Regions from separate parts of the Mus musculus genome. Here region 1 is linked to region 2. Evidence: chromatin contacts called from public HiChIP or PLAC-seq data. All regions are on one chromosome and are shown on one strand. The core of a region is the stretch at or near the end of the contact, and the rest is flanking DNA. Distances in the headings are between cores, read along the strand shown.

The links. HiChIP or PLAC-seq counts read pairs in DNA pulled down with a chosen protein or histone mark.
Region 1: a contact with region 2 is called in an H3K27ac HiChIP or PLAC-seq map of embryonic stem cells, with 10 times the contacts expected there. The contact joins the promoter of Kcnc4 here to the promoter of Kcnd3 in region 2. A contact is called at or near these places in 4 of 39 promoter capture datasets (cranial neural crest, liver, pre-B cells and 1 more), 2 of 484 Hi-C or Micro-C datasets (both in embryonic stem cells), 2 of 115 datasets of contacts at active chromatin or transcription factors (both in embryonic stem cells) and 2 of 9 other capture datasets (adipose tissue and embryonic stem cells).

The regions. Positions count from the first base shown.
Region 1 is chr3:107,456,519-107,460,161 of GRCm38.p6, reverse strand. It overlaps Kcnc4 (potassium voltage gated channel, Shaw-related subfamily, member 4), which reads left to right and starts at 1,264. Exons shown (of 4, transcript NM_145922.3): 1 at 1,264-1,961. The coding sequence starts at 1,272.
Region 2 is chr3:105,450,328-105,453,712 of GRCm38.p6, reverse strand. Kcnd3 (potassium voltage-gated channel, Shal-related family, member 3) reads right to left here and starts at 1,823. Exons shown (of 8, transcript NM_019931.2): 1 at 996-1,823. Kcnd3os (potassium voltage-gated channel, Shal-related family, member 3, opposite strand) reads left to right here and starts at 758. Exons shown (of 4, transcript NR_040759.1): 1 at 758-1,160; 2 at 2,043-2,198; 3 at 2,285-2,584.

The DNA of each region.
Region 1 (3,643 bases), core at 15-2,514, 2.0 Mb before region 2:
CCCGCGGAGGGTGCGCCCTGGTCAGGCGAGGCCGAGAGGAAAAGGCGCCACTTGGAGCGTCGCATCCTCTGTCATCGCGGGAGGGAGTCGCAGAGCCCTTTGAGCCCCATTCCTCTGGCGCCCAGGCGCTCCCTTCCCTAGACCACCTCGCGCCCGCCCCTAGCAGGGAGCCAAGGCCGGCGCCCCGCCCGGAGATGGGCAGACGCGCAGATGGCGCGGCTCCCGGCGGCGCCAGATCTCAGGAACCCGGCGCCGGGGCGCTGCGCTGAGGCTCCCTCTTGGCGCGGCCCAGGAAGCCTGCAGGTGTCCTTGGCCATTCGGCCACCGCCCGGGACACTCCGCCAGCACCCGGTGCCTGGCTCTTCAGAGCAGCCCCGCCCTCCAGGCTCTGCGCCGCGCAGGACGCCCCGTCTGAACCCCCCCTCGTCCCGGCGCGGCCCCCGCAGCGCTGCATCCAGCCCGGCGCAGCTCCCGGCCACGGACGCAGGACCCAGGCTCGCTGCTGCGGGCGCGCTTGTTTTCCTGCCGCCTGGTCCTGAGCAACCCCCACCCGCTGGTCCGTCTCGCTCGACTCAACCCCGCCCGCCATCGGTGCTCCGCGCTGGATTTATGAATGGGGGGAACGGGCCACATGCCCGCCACCGCCGCCTCGAGTTGACCGCACACTGCCCGGCCCCGCAGAGCTCTGGCTACCGTAGGAGCATCCGCCCGGCCCCGGTAGCCGCTCCGAGGACTTGTTGCTGTTACGCTGCTGCCTCCGCCGCTGCCGCCGCCCGGAGAAACCCTGCCGCCTTCGGGCTCGCCGCGTTCTAGGAGCCAAAGGGTGGCCCGTGTGAGTGTGAGCGCGCGCGCCGCGGACCCTCGCAGTGCTCTGGGACTGTGCGCTTCTCTGCCTTTCTGGGGTCGGGGGGGCGTGTCCCCGGCCCAGAGCATCCTTGTGCTTGCCCCTACCTCCTGGGACCCCGGACCCTTTGGTTTGAGTCCTCGACCCAGGTCTTCACCTCCTGCCTCCACTAGGTTCTGCCTGCCTAAATCCCAACCACCTGTGCACCACAGAAAGCCAACTCTTCCTGCTCCGCGCCCCGGGGGGGTTGGGGGGGAGGCAGGGGCAGAGCCACTCCGCAGAAGGGGCCGCTACCACCTCCTGCCTCCTCCTCCTCCTCCACCTCCTCCTTGTCGTCTCCTCCCCCTCCCCGTTCTGACGCTGCCTCCTTGGGAAGGGTGTTTGGAGGGCAGCGGCCGCCCCAAGCCGGAGCCCCGCAGCGCTTCTTATGATCAGCTCGGTGTGTGTCTCCTCCTACCGCGGGCGCAAGTCGGGGAACAAGCCTCCGTCCAAAACATGTCTGAAGGAGGAGATGGCCAAGGGCGAGGCGTCGGAGAAGATCATCATCAACGTGGGCGGCACGCGACATGAGACCTACCGCAGCACCCTGCGCACCCTACCGGGCACCCGCCTTGCCTGGTTGGCGGATCCCGACGGCGGGGGTCGGCCAGAGTCGGATGGCGGCGGTGCAGGCAGCAGCGGCAGCAGCGGCGGCGGCGGCGGCGGCGGGGGCTGTGAGTTCTTCTTTGATCGGCACCCGGGTGTTTTTGCCTATGTGCTCAACTACTACCGTACGGGCAAGCTGCATTGCCCCGCAGACGTCTGTGGGCCTCTCTTTGAGGAAGAGCTCACCTTCTGGGGTATCGATGAAACAGATGTGGAACCCTGCTGCTGGATGACCTACCGGCAGCACCGCGATGCTGAGGAGGCACTGGACATCTTCGAGAGCCCGGACGGGGGCGGGGGTGGCGCAGGGCCAGGCGACGAGGCTGGCGACGATGAGCGGGAGTTGGCCTTGCAGCGCCTGGGCCCCCATGAAGGAGGCTCTGGCCCTGGTGCTGGGTCCGGAGGGTGCCGTGGCTGGCAGCCCCGAATGTGGGCGCTCTTCGAGGATCCCTACTCATCCCGGGCGGCCAGGGTGAGTGGCAGAAGCCAGGATCTCCCCATCTCCGTGCCCAAGGGTTTCTTGGTGTTAGTGTTGGTAGGTCAGATGGGGAGGGGGTTGGAAGGAGACTGACGTACCTGGCAGACGATAACTACCTGCCTCCTAACACCCACCCTCCTTGGTCTCCTGCATGCTCCATCAGGAAATTGCACACACTTAACTTACTACTTGGACCTGATCCGAGCTGTCTGCTCTGGCACATGCCCCTCAGTGAGTGGCAAGCCTTCAACTTGAGCATTTCTCACTCCTTTTTGATCAGCACAATTGCCCTCCACAGGACCACAAAGTCCTGGAGAGCTTAAACTTGGCCTTTTTCAGGGGTGAGGCCGGATCAAGAGAAGGAACCGTGGATTATGTAGGACACTTAACCTGTTTCTATCCTGCCAGCAGCTCTGTATGCAGGCGCCTATGGATTTCAGAAAAGGGGGGGGGGGCATAGTTTCTAGAATACCTGTCTCATAAAGGACAGAGATTCCCCAGAACACAGGCCCCCTCTCCTGAGAGAGGGCATTTTCTCCTAGGAGCAGGCCATGTCCCAAGGCTTTCTGTACCTCAGTCACAGCCTGGCTGCTGCTGACAGGAGAGAGAAGTAGACAGGAAAAGCCTCCCACTTTAGGATCCCAGGACAGTGGCCGGCCACAAGCTTCCTGGTGATGATACCAGATTTGTCACTGCTCTTTTGTTTCTGCTGCAGCACAAAGTGGCTTCCCAGAAAGCCCTGGTTCAGGTTACACTGGAGATGAACGTGTGCAGAGCAGGGGAAACAGGTTGATTTAGACAAGACCTAGTGTGTGTCCTGAAGGTAGGAGGGGGCCCTAGAAAGGTATGTATCTATTCACTCACTTCATTCTCCCCTGGCAGCTAAAACCCCGAAGAAGGCTTTAGACTTTAAAAATAGAAAAGCCTGGAGGTTGGTATCTAATCTCATAGCCTTCACCTAAAACCTGTCTGGGAGACAAGGAAAAAAAGAAAAAGAGAAAAGCAGTGTGTTTGCTGTGTCTGGGGTATGCTCAGTGTGTTTGCTGTGTCTGGGGTATGCTTCTGGAAGCCGAGGCTGGATTGATTGATTCCTTTGGCACCCCAAGTTGTCATGCTAATGAGTCTCAAAGCCTTTCTCACTACCTCTCTTTAACACCCCATGGGCTGGTCCTCACCCTAATCATGGGAGGAAAAGTTCCACTTCCTACCCAGGGGAGAGCTCAGTGTTGAAGATTGCAGCTAAAGGGATGGGTTAGTCTGGTGTAAATACCAAGCCAAGGTAATGCATCTCCTACCTGGAAGAGAAAGGGGGTAGAGGTCTTAGCAAGAGGTTCCCTGCAGGACGAGGGCTTGAGGTAGCCACTGTAAGTCTGATTTCCAAGCCCCTGTCTATCTCCGCTGCTTTGTTTTGTGGCTTTGTCATCCTAAAATCAGCTAGGAAGGCAGGAACACAGTGATGCCCCTGACCAGTGCCCCTCTGTTGTGAGCTGACCACCCCTGACAGTGTCTTTAGCTTGTCTTTACTAGGAAAGCGAGTCAGGCACAAGTCATTGAGACAAAGTTGGGGGTAGGGAAGAAGCAGAAAGGGGACAAGCCAGGGAAACAGTTCTTAGAAGAGCTGACTAAGTGAGCCAGGCACTCTTTCAGAGCATTCTGGGACCTCTGCTCAGTTTTTG
Region 2 (3,385 bases), core at 574-3,073:
TCCTTTCAGTGGGCCGGTATGTGTCCACATGGGGAAATGTACACACGCTTTGCATTGAATGAATGCCCAGAATCCCCCTTCCCCCCGCTTTCCGAGATTAAACCTTCAGGTTCCCTGGAAGTAACAGTAAATAAGGCATCGATTCAAGCATCACCTACATTCATGCATGACCACCCTGTAAAACCTGATTACTGATTGCATTGTGCCGCCTATCACCCCGTGAAAGTTCAGAGGCTCCGTCAAATACACGGAGACTTTCTTTGCCTTGATTTCAGGTCTGGAACCTCTCAGCCTGTTGCTGACTTATCAAGGCTGCCCGGGATAAAAGGAGAACAACGTGGGCTGAATTAAATGCCAGCACTAAGAAAGCACAGGAATCTAGTTGATTTCCAGGTAACTTCTCTGCCCATCCCTAGTGTAAACACTCTGTTAAAACAAATTTGAACCCCCTTCCCTATGGTCTCTCGGGACACTTATGGGACCTTTCCCGGGAAAGAAAAGATGTGCCAGGCAGGACGAGCTGGACCAGCCTCATCCTCTAACAGGCAAACACAGGCTCGCCTGGCTGGAGAACTTTGCAAAGCGCCCCAAACGGCTCCCAGCTTCCACTCTCAGCCATTTCTCTTCTCAGCTCACAAAGAGCGGGGACGGAGCAAACCGTCGCCACCTGCAGCCAGGTCCCGGGGCGCTGCTCCTGGCGCCCGGCGAGGGAAGGCAGGCCAATGGCAAGAGGGCAGAGGTTCACACCCCCACCCCCAAACCTCTCGGCGCCCCAGTGCCCGGAGGTGGCTCTGCAGCCCAGGGAACCGACGCCCCCAGGCCGGCTGCTTGCTCCCCCACGGCCCGGCCCCACCCCCAATCCTTCCGGCGCCCCAGCGCCCACCCACCCGGGCGCGGGAGTGGGAGGGTGCCGCGTGGGCAGCGGGAGCAACAGGCGTGGGAGCAGCGCTCCTCGCACTTGCTGTCTCTGGGAGGCTCGGTCGTTTCCCTCTTACCTTCGCCGAAGCCAGCCCCAGGCCCCGCGCCCCGCGCGCGCGAGGAAGCTGAGGCCAGGGGCCGCCGAGGCGCAGAGCGCCCAGCAGCGCGGGGAAGCGCCCAGCAGCCGCCGCTCGGGCGGCTCCTCCTCGCCGGCGAAGTCTCGCTCGTCCCTCCTTCACTCGGTCGGTTCGTGCGTCGGTCCGTCCGTGGGGCCGTTCCTCCCCCGCTGCCGCCGCCGCCGCCGCCGCCACCGCCACCGCCGCTCCAGCCCGGGCTTGGCAGCGTGTCCCCTCCCCGCCTAGCCGCTCCGCTCTCGGGCTCGTGAGCTCCGGTTCGCTCGTTCCCTGCCCCCGCCGCCGCTGATGCCGGGCAGAGCGGAGCCGGGCCGGCCACGGGCTGCCTCTCCCGAGGAGGCGGTGGGGGCGCGGCGCGGGCGGGGCGGAGAGGAGAGTCCGGGGGAGGCGGCGAGGCTGCGCCCTCCGCTCCCCACCGATCCCCACGGGCCGAGCGGCCCCAGGCCGGGCCCGAGAGAGCAGAGCGGCCAGGCTGCGGAGGGAGCGAGGAGGAGGACCCGGGAGCCTAGCCGCCGGAGGGTGCCCAGGGCGAGGGCGTGCGAGGGGGAGTGACTCTGCGCGAGGGTGTGTGTGTGTGTGTGTGTGTGTGTGTGTGTGTGTGTAGGGCGCGCGCGTGAGTGGGGGGGCTGCAGCGGGGGGGGGGAGGCGGGGAGACTAGGCAGAGCCTGGTGCGTCTCCCCAGGAGAGTGGAGGAATCCTAGGGTGTGCCTGGAGGTGGTAGTGGAGTGTGCGGACGCGAGTGTGAGCGCGTGTGCCGGCGAGGGTGGGCATGGGGCGAGCGTGGCAAGGTGAGCTTGGCTTGGGGGTGGGGGAGGAGCCGGGCGTGCGGCGTGATCGTGAGTTCGGGGGCGTGTGTGGCTGGGGACTTAGGAAGAGGTGGTAGGGAGCGCTGGCGTGTATGCGCGTGGGGTGTGTACACTTAACTGGCTGTCTGTTTCCCATTCACTGTCCACGCGGTAGAGCAACTAACTCCTCTCCTTGGTCACCTAGTGAGGTGCAGCTGGTCGCCGCGCAAGCTTACAGGCTGACCCTGAACAGTCAGGTGTGTTTGCCAAAGCTGGGAAGATCCCACGGAAGACAAACTGCCTTTATCTCCGCGTAAGAGCCACTGTCGTTCAGGAGTGACCTCTGACACATGGCCAGAAGGTCAGGATTCGCTCCAATACCCCACCACGAATACCCAGAATTAAGACTGGGGATTTAGGAACTCTCATTTCTCTATCTTTCCAAAGCGGGCCCAGGCCCTGGATCCTTTCCAGAGCCCAGAGTTATCTATTGCTTAGTACTCGGACCCAGCGTGAGGAGTGGGACAACCACGGGAGCATAGGATCCAGCTGAGAGTCCCAGGACCATCGCGGCAGCAGAGTAGAGCCCAGTCCTGGCTGCTAAGCCAAACCGTGGCCGGCTTTCCCTGTGTCTCCGGCCTGGGTGCTGGGACTCCCGAGCCTGGAGATCGCGAAGCAAGCAGCTTCGTGCCTCTGCCCGGACCGGAACGCCTTGGCTTGAGAGATGGCAGCTCTGAGTATGGAAAGGTGTGTGCTGAAACACAAAAGCAGAGGAAAGAGAAATGTGCGGAGAGGGTGAAGGCGTGAGTCAAGAATAGGGTTTCTGGTTTGTGGCAAACCGATCCTGTTCCAGAAGTGCAAGTCGAGGAGTAGTTATTGAGGTCTCAGCTACTCTGGGCCTCCAGTACTTCTGAGCTTCTTTTTCATAGGCTCACTTACCCTAACCAAAGCTCCTTTAAGTTTGTCAGTATGAAAGGTGTACAATTGGCCCTTCAAGAGGTGGGTGTGGACCCCATTAACATTTGCCCAGAGTCCAAGAACCCCGTGAGATTTGCATACTCATTTGCATACAGTACTAATGATTAACAACACTGCCACTCCCTGGCCAACCCTGGAAGAATTCAGGGAAGGCCCTGGCGAGGATTCTCCCTCCCTCCTCTATTTGGGAGAGGTTTTTGTTGTTGTTGCTACTGCTAGTGGTGGTGGGGTTTTGTTTTGTTTTTTTGTTTTTTAAATCTCAGTTGAATTGACTCCTGAGAGAAGGTTCTCTGTCTCTGAGAAGCCTGGTCCCAGTAGTGACATTTTCCTTTGATCTAACACCTTCTGTCCAGTTTTGGAGCAGTGAAAATATAATATCTTATTTCTGTCGAAGTTTGAATTTCCTGTACGGCATTGCCATTGTTCAGCAACATAAAGGTACTTCCAGGATCGAGCCCCCCAAACTGTCAGGGAGGGAACACCACTAGACTCTTGGAGTGGTCTACTAATGTGACAGCTTGTGGTCTCTGGGACTTTGTAAGCCATTTGTGGAGACAGGACACTCACACC